Regions from separate parts of the Rattus norvegicus genome. Here region 1 is linked to region 2. A link is a contact called in public Hi-C data. All regions are on one chromosome and are shown on one strand. The core of a region is the stretch at or near the end of the contact, and the rest is flanking DNA. Distances in the headings are between cores, read along the strand shown. Region 1 has its middle 32 kb from the start of Rpf1. Region 2 has its middle 51 kb from the start of Ssx2ip.

Evidence for each region. A called contact is a pair of places that touch in the nucleus more often than the background predicts.
Region 1: a contact with region 2 is called in a Hi-C map of the A7r5 cell line, with 4 times the contacts expected there. The contact joins two enhancer-like sites. A contact is called at or near these places in 5 of 12 Hi-C or Micro-C datasets (the A7r5 cell line, the Rat2 cell line, frontal cortex and 2 more).

What each region holds. Positions count from the first base shown.
Region 1 is chr2:238,107,740-238,111,423 of GRCr8, forward strand. No RefSeq gene overlaps it. Among named protein-coding and RNA genes, the nearest start is that of Rpf1, 32 kb to the left of the region's middle. Within about 2 kb of position 1,637, at least 21 of the 93 cell types and tissues checked have an H3K27ac peak or open chromatin away from gene starts, as enhancers often do.
Region 2 is chr2:237,905,917-237,909,404 of GRCr8, forward strand. No RefSeq gene overlaps it. Among named protein-coding and RNA genes, the nearest start is that of Ssx2ip, 51 kb to the right of the region's middle. Within about 2 kb of position 1,920, at least 4 of the 93 cell types and tissues checked have an H3K27ac peak or open chromatin away from gene starts, as enhancers often do.

The DNA.
Region 1 (3,684 bases), core at 387-2,886, 200 kb after region 2:
GAGTTGCAAATTGAGTCAAAAGGTCTTCTGGGAATGCCTGGCTGTTGCCATAGCAACAGTGACCAAATGGTGTCCCTGCTGAAGGCAATTCCTGATACCAACAATACCAGATGGTGGGAAATGGTAGGAATGGGGGGTAAGAGGTAAGGGTAAGGAGTAAGGATGGTAGGGAGAGAGAGAGAGAGAGAGAGAGAGAGAGAGAGAGAGAGAGAGAGAGAGAGAGATGAGGGAGGGAGGGACGGAGGGAGGGAGAGAGAGAGATGAGGGACAAAGGGAGGGAGGGAGGGAGGGAGAGAAGGGAGGAGGAAAGGTGAGAGGGGAGTGGGGGGAGGGGAGAGAGGAGGGGAGAGAGGAGAGGGGAGAGGAGAGGGACAAGAGAAGAGAGGAGAAGGGTAGGAACTGGGGAAGGGGCTGCTGTCTTCAGAGTAGGAGCTAATCCTGCAGGGCTGGTCAGCTCAGCATAGAAGGCCTCCCTGAGGTGGTCTAGATTTTAGTGATGAAGAGCAAGATGTAGGTGCCCTTATTACTGGAGCAACAAGAAAGCCAGCCTGTCTGGAGTAGAATCACGAGGACTAAGACCAGGCAGTGTCTTAGAGACTGCATATTTGCAAGGGTTCTGATTTTACCTTATTTCACATGTGTACGGCATGCTTGTGTGTATGCGTGTGGAAGTCAGAGGTAGACATCAGGGACTGTCCTCCATTTCCTTCCATTTCATTTTACTGAGGCCTAATCTCTCACTTGAACCCAGAGCTTGCCAATTTGCAAATTCAGCAAGACCAACTAGCCAGCTAGTTCACAGTAAACTCTGCTCCTGGAGTGCTGAGTTACAGGTAGGCCCTCTGGCGTTCATATGGGCTGGGGACCCGGAGCTCAGTCCTCCTACTTGGGTGCAAGTACTTTATTCATGAAGCCTTCTCCCCAGCTCAAAAACTTGGTATTTTAAACACTGTATAGATCTGATCAAAAGCTGAAACATTCTGGAATTTTTTTTAATCAGCTCCCATGTTAACAATGGAATTGAAGGAAGAAAAAAGTAAAGTTGCTACCCAAAAGGTTGAATTTTTATTTTCTAATAACCTTATCACCTATTTTGGAATATACGTGCCATTATGAACTACTAATACATACAGAGATTTGTCATGATTAATTTTCCTGTTAATAATGCTTTATCATTGTAATAAACATGGTGGTCCATGCAGGAAATAATTTTTCAACATTAAGCATGGTTATCCCTTTTCTACCAATAGAAAGTATTAATTAGATCCTATTTGCGTTTCTATTCCCAAATGTAAATCCTGCAGAAAGATATTAACATGTATGGATTGTTTGTCCTTGAGTGTCAACCTAGGCTCACAAGAATTCAACCCAGAAGATCTTTGGATGAGAAACAAACAAACCAGCAAACAAACAACAACAGCCTCCTCCCCCGGGTTTCTTTTCTTTCACTGCTGGTATTTCCCCGAGGACGACTCTAAAGACCACACACTGTGATCACACCGAATGCATCTTATTTTTGTAACTAATGACTGGGAGAGTTGAAGGGTATTTCTCCAAAAGCTGGCAAGCAGACTGTTGCCATGCATACCGTTGGTAAGAGGCTTGGTGTATTTTTAGGTTTGCAGAGAGCCTTGCAGAATCCTCCCACAAGTACATTATAACTCAAGATTGAAAGTGTGGGATAGTGCTGAAGACATCCTACTGTGGGGAGCTTGGGAGAACCCACCCTTCACCTCCCGTGGGTCCTCTCATTGCCTGTGCTAAGGAGAGCTTTCAGGGATCCCACAGCTTAGTTTGTTCATAGCGTGATGCTGTGAGAAGGAAAACAGCCAAGAAATGGTCTAGCGAATTATCAAATCACTTGATCCCTGGCCTCAGGGAAACAGAATCCTAGTGCCATCTTCTTAATTTTGACCGTGGATTTGGGTATGACTTTATTCTCCTTGCATATGTAGATGGACTGAGTCTCTTCTCTTTTATCCTCCTTCCCTTATGTTACCAAGGCTCTTTAACGGTTATTTTTACCCTGCAATTATCCAAGCTTGTTTGTTTAACACAGATGCAATGCTCAACGTTTGGAGGAACATCTCTGTAAGCTCTGGGAAAGACTCTCCTCTGGGCTTCTGCATATTTCTGATACCTCAAACTTGCCCAAGCTGGCTTTCCAGCCAGTGTCAGCTGATCCCATAGCTTTGTGTGTGGCCCTTTACCCTGTGACTTCCATCACCCCTCGCATCATTCCTTGAACTCTCTGTGGTCCCCTCACTAGTTGGGCCCTTTATCCTTCTGAGGGAACTCTGGACATCTTTCTCCCAGACGCCTTCCTTCCTCCGCCTGCAGTCTTATACAACAGATTTTTTAAATAAATTGATACTTTTGGGTCTTGTTGAACCAGAAGATACCAAAAGCGTTCCACCTTTTGCACAGTTGCTGGATTCAAGCCATCTACAGTGAGCTTTGGAAGAACGGCTAAGAAAGAACCACAGGGCTTAGCTCTCTTCCTTTGCATGGTCTGTACTTGGAAGCCCCAATTGTAGAGCAGGTGACGGCAGAGTGTGCAGGCTGGACAGCCCCAGGTCCCCACAGTCTTCCAACCCCCACCCAGCTGTCCCTGGGAGGTCGCAGAAGCACTGCACACCCAAGGATTGCCTGGTTTGCAAGACGAAGGCTGCCAGCTGTTTCATTTTGTGCCTTTTCCTGACCCTTGGGAGGTAGGATCTCGGTCTGGGTTGAAGAGGGTTGGGGTACAGGGGAAAGGCATATGGGAATGTGGGGGTGAGTTTGTCAATCTCTGTTCTCATGAACTTGAGACTTTGTACCTCCCTCCAGCCTATGTGTAGGGTGAAGCACAAGGCCCTGGAAGTCATAGGCTTAGCAGAGCTTAGTCACAGTGTCATGAGACTAGGTTTGATTGATTAGGTTCTGGAAAGTATTGAAAAGGCCTATGCACAAGGGCTGTTTCCTTCTATCACAGTATTAAACACTTCAGGACACGTAGCCCAAAATGGAGACTTGCAAGCATGCTCTCCTTCCCAGTGACTGGCGGGAAAGCGCTCTGTCGGTCTCTGGTTACAGAGGTTGCTTCTGTTTCCCAGCTAGAGTTCCTCGCTTGTCTGTTTCTGTTCTGAGAACAAGCTAAACTGTTTTCCCACCACCAAGGTGGGGAGGTGGGGGGTGGGAGATGGGGTGGGAGATGGGTCAGGATGGTGACAGCTGTGGCAGTTCCCGGAAATAGGCAGGAGAGAGAAGGGAAGATTATTTTCCTCACCTGCCTCACAAGACAAAGTAGGGCAGACAGAATGTAACTGAGGAGGCTTGCTGTAGGACTCTTAGCATAGCTCAGATTTAAAAATAAAACCATACATTGATCAGTTGAGGAGGAGGAAGGGGGTGATTGAAGGGATCCTTCATGTCTTGAAGTAAGAGACCAGATTTTTGGCCATCAAACCAGACCCTTCTCTCCCTCCCTCTCTCTCTCCCTCCCTCCCCCCCCCCCTCTCTCTCTACCTAGAGTCTGAAATGTGTTTGGAAATTTAACTGTGGAGGACACAACTGTGAAGTCTGAGCTCATAGCCCGGAGGGGAACATTAATACGGTGTGTGTGTGTGTGTGTGTGTGTGTGTGTGTTATGTGTGTGAATGTGTGGTGTGTGTGAGTGTGTGGTGTGTGAGTGTGTGTGGTGTG
Region 2 (3,488 bases), core at 670-3,169:
AGGCATGAGATGAGGGGCTGGGCTATTCAATGTGCAGAGTAAGATGTTAGTGTGTTGCCCACTTCCTTTGTGAATTGTTTATTATTTGTTGCTTTTGTTGTGTGTAAACATTTTGAAAAGCCTACTCAGTATTATAACAATTTAATACTCTTATATGGCTATTGTCACAACACAGATTTAGGCCATCAAGTCTAGCACAGACATTGTGGGTGAAACAGAAGTTCGAGGGAAGCAAAGCATTTGGTGAGAGTGTGAGACTTGGGGAGCAGCCTTCTTCACAGTATTTCCGATTTCTGTTGTCATTCCTCCCTTACATGGCTGCTGCACCTGCAGCCTCTCAGACCAGAGGCAGGGTAGCCTCACCCATCTTAATAATAACACTGATCGGCATAGCAACACAGAAAGTCCTGGATGAGAGAAAGAGGAATGCGGGGAGGAAAGAGAGGAGGAGAAATGGCTGGTGGGTGGATGTGGGGAGGACTGGTTTGATGGATGGATGCTTGGAGGGATGGAGGGAGGGATGGCTGGATAGATGGAGGACAGATAGTTGGATGAATGGAGGGAGGGAGGGAGGAATTATTGGATGGATGGATGAATGGACGGATGTATGGATGGATGGGTGGATGGATGAATGGGTAGATGAATGGAGGGACAGATGGCTGGCTGGATGAATGACAGGCATAGAAGGTAAGGAGTATGAAGGTACTGATCCAACTTTTGGGTCTTCCACAGAGTGTAGGTGACAGTTTCATTATTCAGAGACAAGGCTAAGCATTTTCCAGCCTCCTTCCTTGTCCATGTCAAATACTGGCGAAATACCTGCTATGCGTGAGTCACTGCCGTAGACAGTGGTGTACAACAGTGAGTAAAACCTTACCGTCCTAATGATGTTTAACCTCAGTGATGGAAACAGACCCGAAAGGCAACTAATCCATATTTTAGGAAGTGTTATGTATATAAAATGAGGTGTGAATTAAGTGCCGTCAGGGTCGAGAGATTCTAAGTATGGCAGATTGGATTAGAAGGTGTCCTAGATGTTGGCGTAGGACAAAAGGACAAAGGACCAACTCTATCCTGACTTGGTCCCCAGACCAGGGCCAAGAAACAGAAGAATCCCACCAATCACTAAACACAAAACCCCACCAAATCGCTGAACAGAAAAGCCCACCAATCCCTGAACAGGAAAACCCACCAATCCTGAGCTCACCCAAGCTCAGGAATTGAAATCCCACCAATCCTCACCGTGGAAATCTCCACCTTAGAACACCCCTTCCTCCTAATAAAATCCTATATATAAACCTTGCCTTCTGCTCAGTTCCCTGCCGTTTCTCTCCCAAGTGGAGGCAGCCTCCTTTCAGGGGTTTACTCTGCCAATAATCTCTTGTGTGAGGTTTGTTGTACAGTGTGGCTTTCTAGCATTCCTTTATGGCATCTCCGGACTGCCAGGATACCTCTCAGAGCAGAGCTGTAACGCGGCGTTCGCTGGGGAAACCAGCCCCTAACGGAGCAGAGCTGTTACCCTCGCATAGAGGAAACCTTCCCCTGCAGGAGCTGAAGAAAGGCTGTAACACTTCTATAGGGAAGCCCTTCCCCTCAGAGTCACGACATGTAAAATGGGGAGCCAAGGAATACCACCAAACAGCACAGGGCAACAAACCTCACAGAAGACCTATGTTGGGAGAGAAAACCCCAGGAAGGAGGCTGCCTCTGCTGGGGAGAGAAGCAGCAGCAGACTAAGCAGATGCGGGATTATATAGGATTGCTTAGGGGGCGGGGCTTCAGAGCCTGAGCCTTTCACGCTGTAGGGCATGGGCTGGGTCTGGCCATGAGGACAGTTAATGTTCTGTGTGCCCTTCTTACCAGCACAGGTATCTCCTCCCTCTTCACCCAGACAGACCAGCTCCTCAGACCAGAGCCTCGGGCCTCCATGGATCAGCACATCCTCAGTATGGATCCCAGCACATCCTCAGTATGGATCCCACCGCATCCCCAAACCTTCCCAGCAGCCATCTCAGCCTCCACTTAGTCTTGAGTTCTCAGCCACTCTTCCGCTTTTCTGCTGGAGTGTTTTTCTAACCACAGATCACAGTCCATTAGTGAGTGGGTCCGGCAATCAATACAGTGGACGTGAGAAGCCTTTTAAACACAGGGTAGACAGACTGGAAGCTGTTAAAGCACACTGCATGCACATCTCCAGCGTAAGTGGTGATATGGCAGCCCTGTTAGGTGAAGCTTCTCTCACCCTGGAGACACCCTTCCTGACTGTGGTACATCTGTGGAAATTCTGAACGTTCATAGAATGGGAAAGATTTCCGTTTAAAGCCCAGATTTCCTCTGAAGCCCAAGGATATGTAAATCACTGACACAATTTGAAGCACATTTTTGTTCTAAGCTCATGTCTAAAATAGGAATTTTGCCTGGTGTAGCATTAGAATAGTCCCAACTGTTCTTCCAGCATAAGCATGCACACATCTTCCAGCGTAAGCATGAACACACATTCCAGTGCAAGCATGCACACATCTTGCTGTGCAAGCATGCACACATCTTCCCATAGCTGGGGGGGGGGGGAGCGGTAATGGCAACACTCTGCGGAACGTGACCCATGAGGCAAAAGGGTCGTGAAGGATTTGTGCAAGAGAACCGCCTAGAACCTCCCAGAGCTGCAGAGCCTTTTGAAGTACTTCCAGGCTGCGCCACGCTACCGGGAGTCTGTAAAGTCTGCTTCCGACACTCGCAGATTCAACTCAGATCCAGTGGCATCCTGCTTTGCATGACATGGGGTTTATCATGTGTGGGGTGCGATGGGAGAGATGTCCTGAGGAGACATCAGATATTTATCCCCTAAATTAAAAGGGTACAGACTAGCCAAGAAAGATTCTGGTGGATCCATCTTGGTGAAGTAAGGGAGGTTATTCTGATTACCTACAGCAGCGTGGGCTGGCACTGAGCACCTCTACACTACAGCTTCAAGCCCTGCCGAGCTATGGCTCCAAGTCTACAGGCAAACCCAGGAGCAGCTCTCCTAGCTTTAAGGGATGGTGAGTGGCCACGGGCTCCGGGGATGGAAGGAAGGCACAGACGAAAGCAGACCTCAAAAGTGCTGTGTCCCTGAGAGCTGCCCCACCCTAGCACATAGTAGGCATGCTGTTGCTCTTGGCAAATGCTGATCAAATGTGGGAGGAATGGTCTGTTTCACTTCAGCATGGCACAAAGGACGTGACTCAATGGTACCTTGTGGCGAGATGGACCCCAGGATTCTGGGGACCACATCATGCCTCAAATGCTAATCTCTCAAGAAAAACTGGTGATGCTGTGGAATTTTGGGCAGAACCGTGTAACCTGAAGTTTATCATTTACTAGGCAATTCTTGCTTTTTTCCCCCCCAGAGGCAAAGGAAGACTATGCCTGTTTGTCTATTTAAGGTTTTTGTTTCGTTTTGTTTTGAGACAGGATCTCATGTATCCCAGGCTGGCTCTAAACTTTCTATG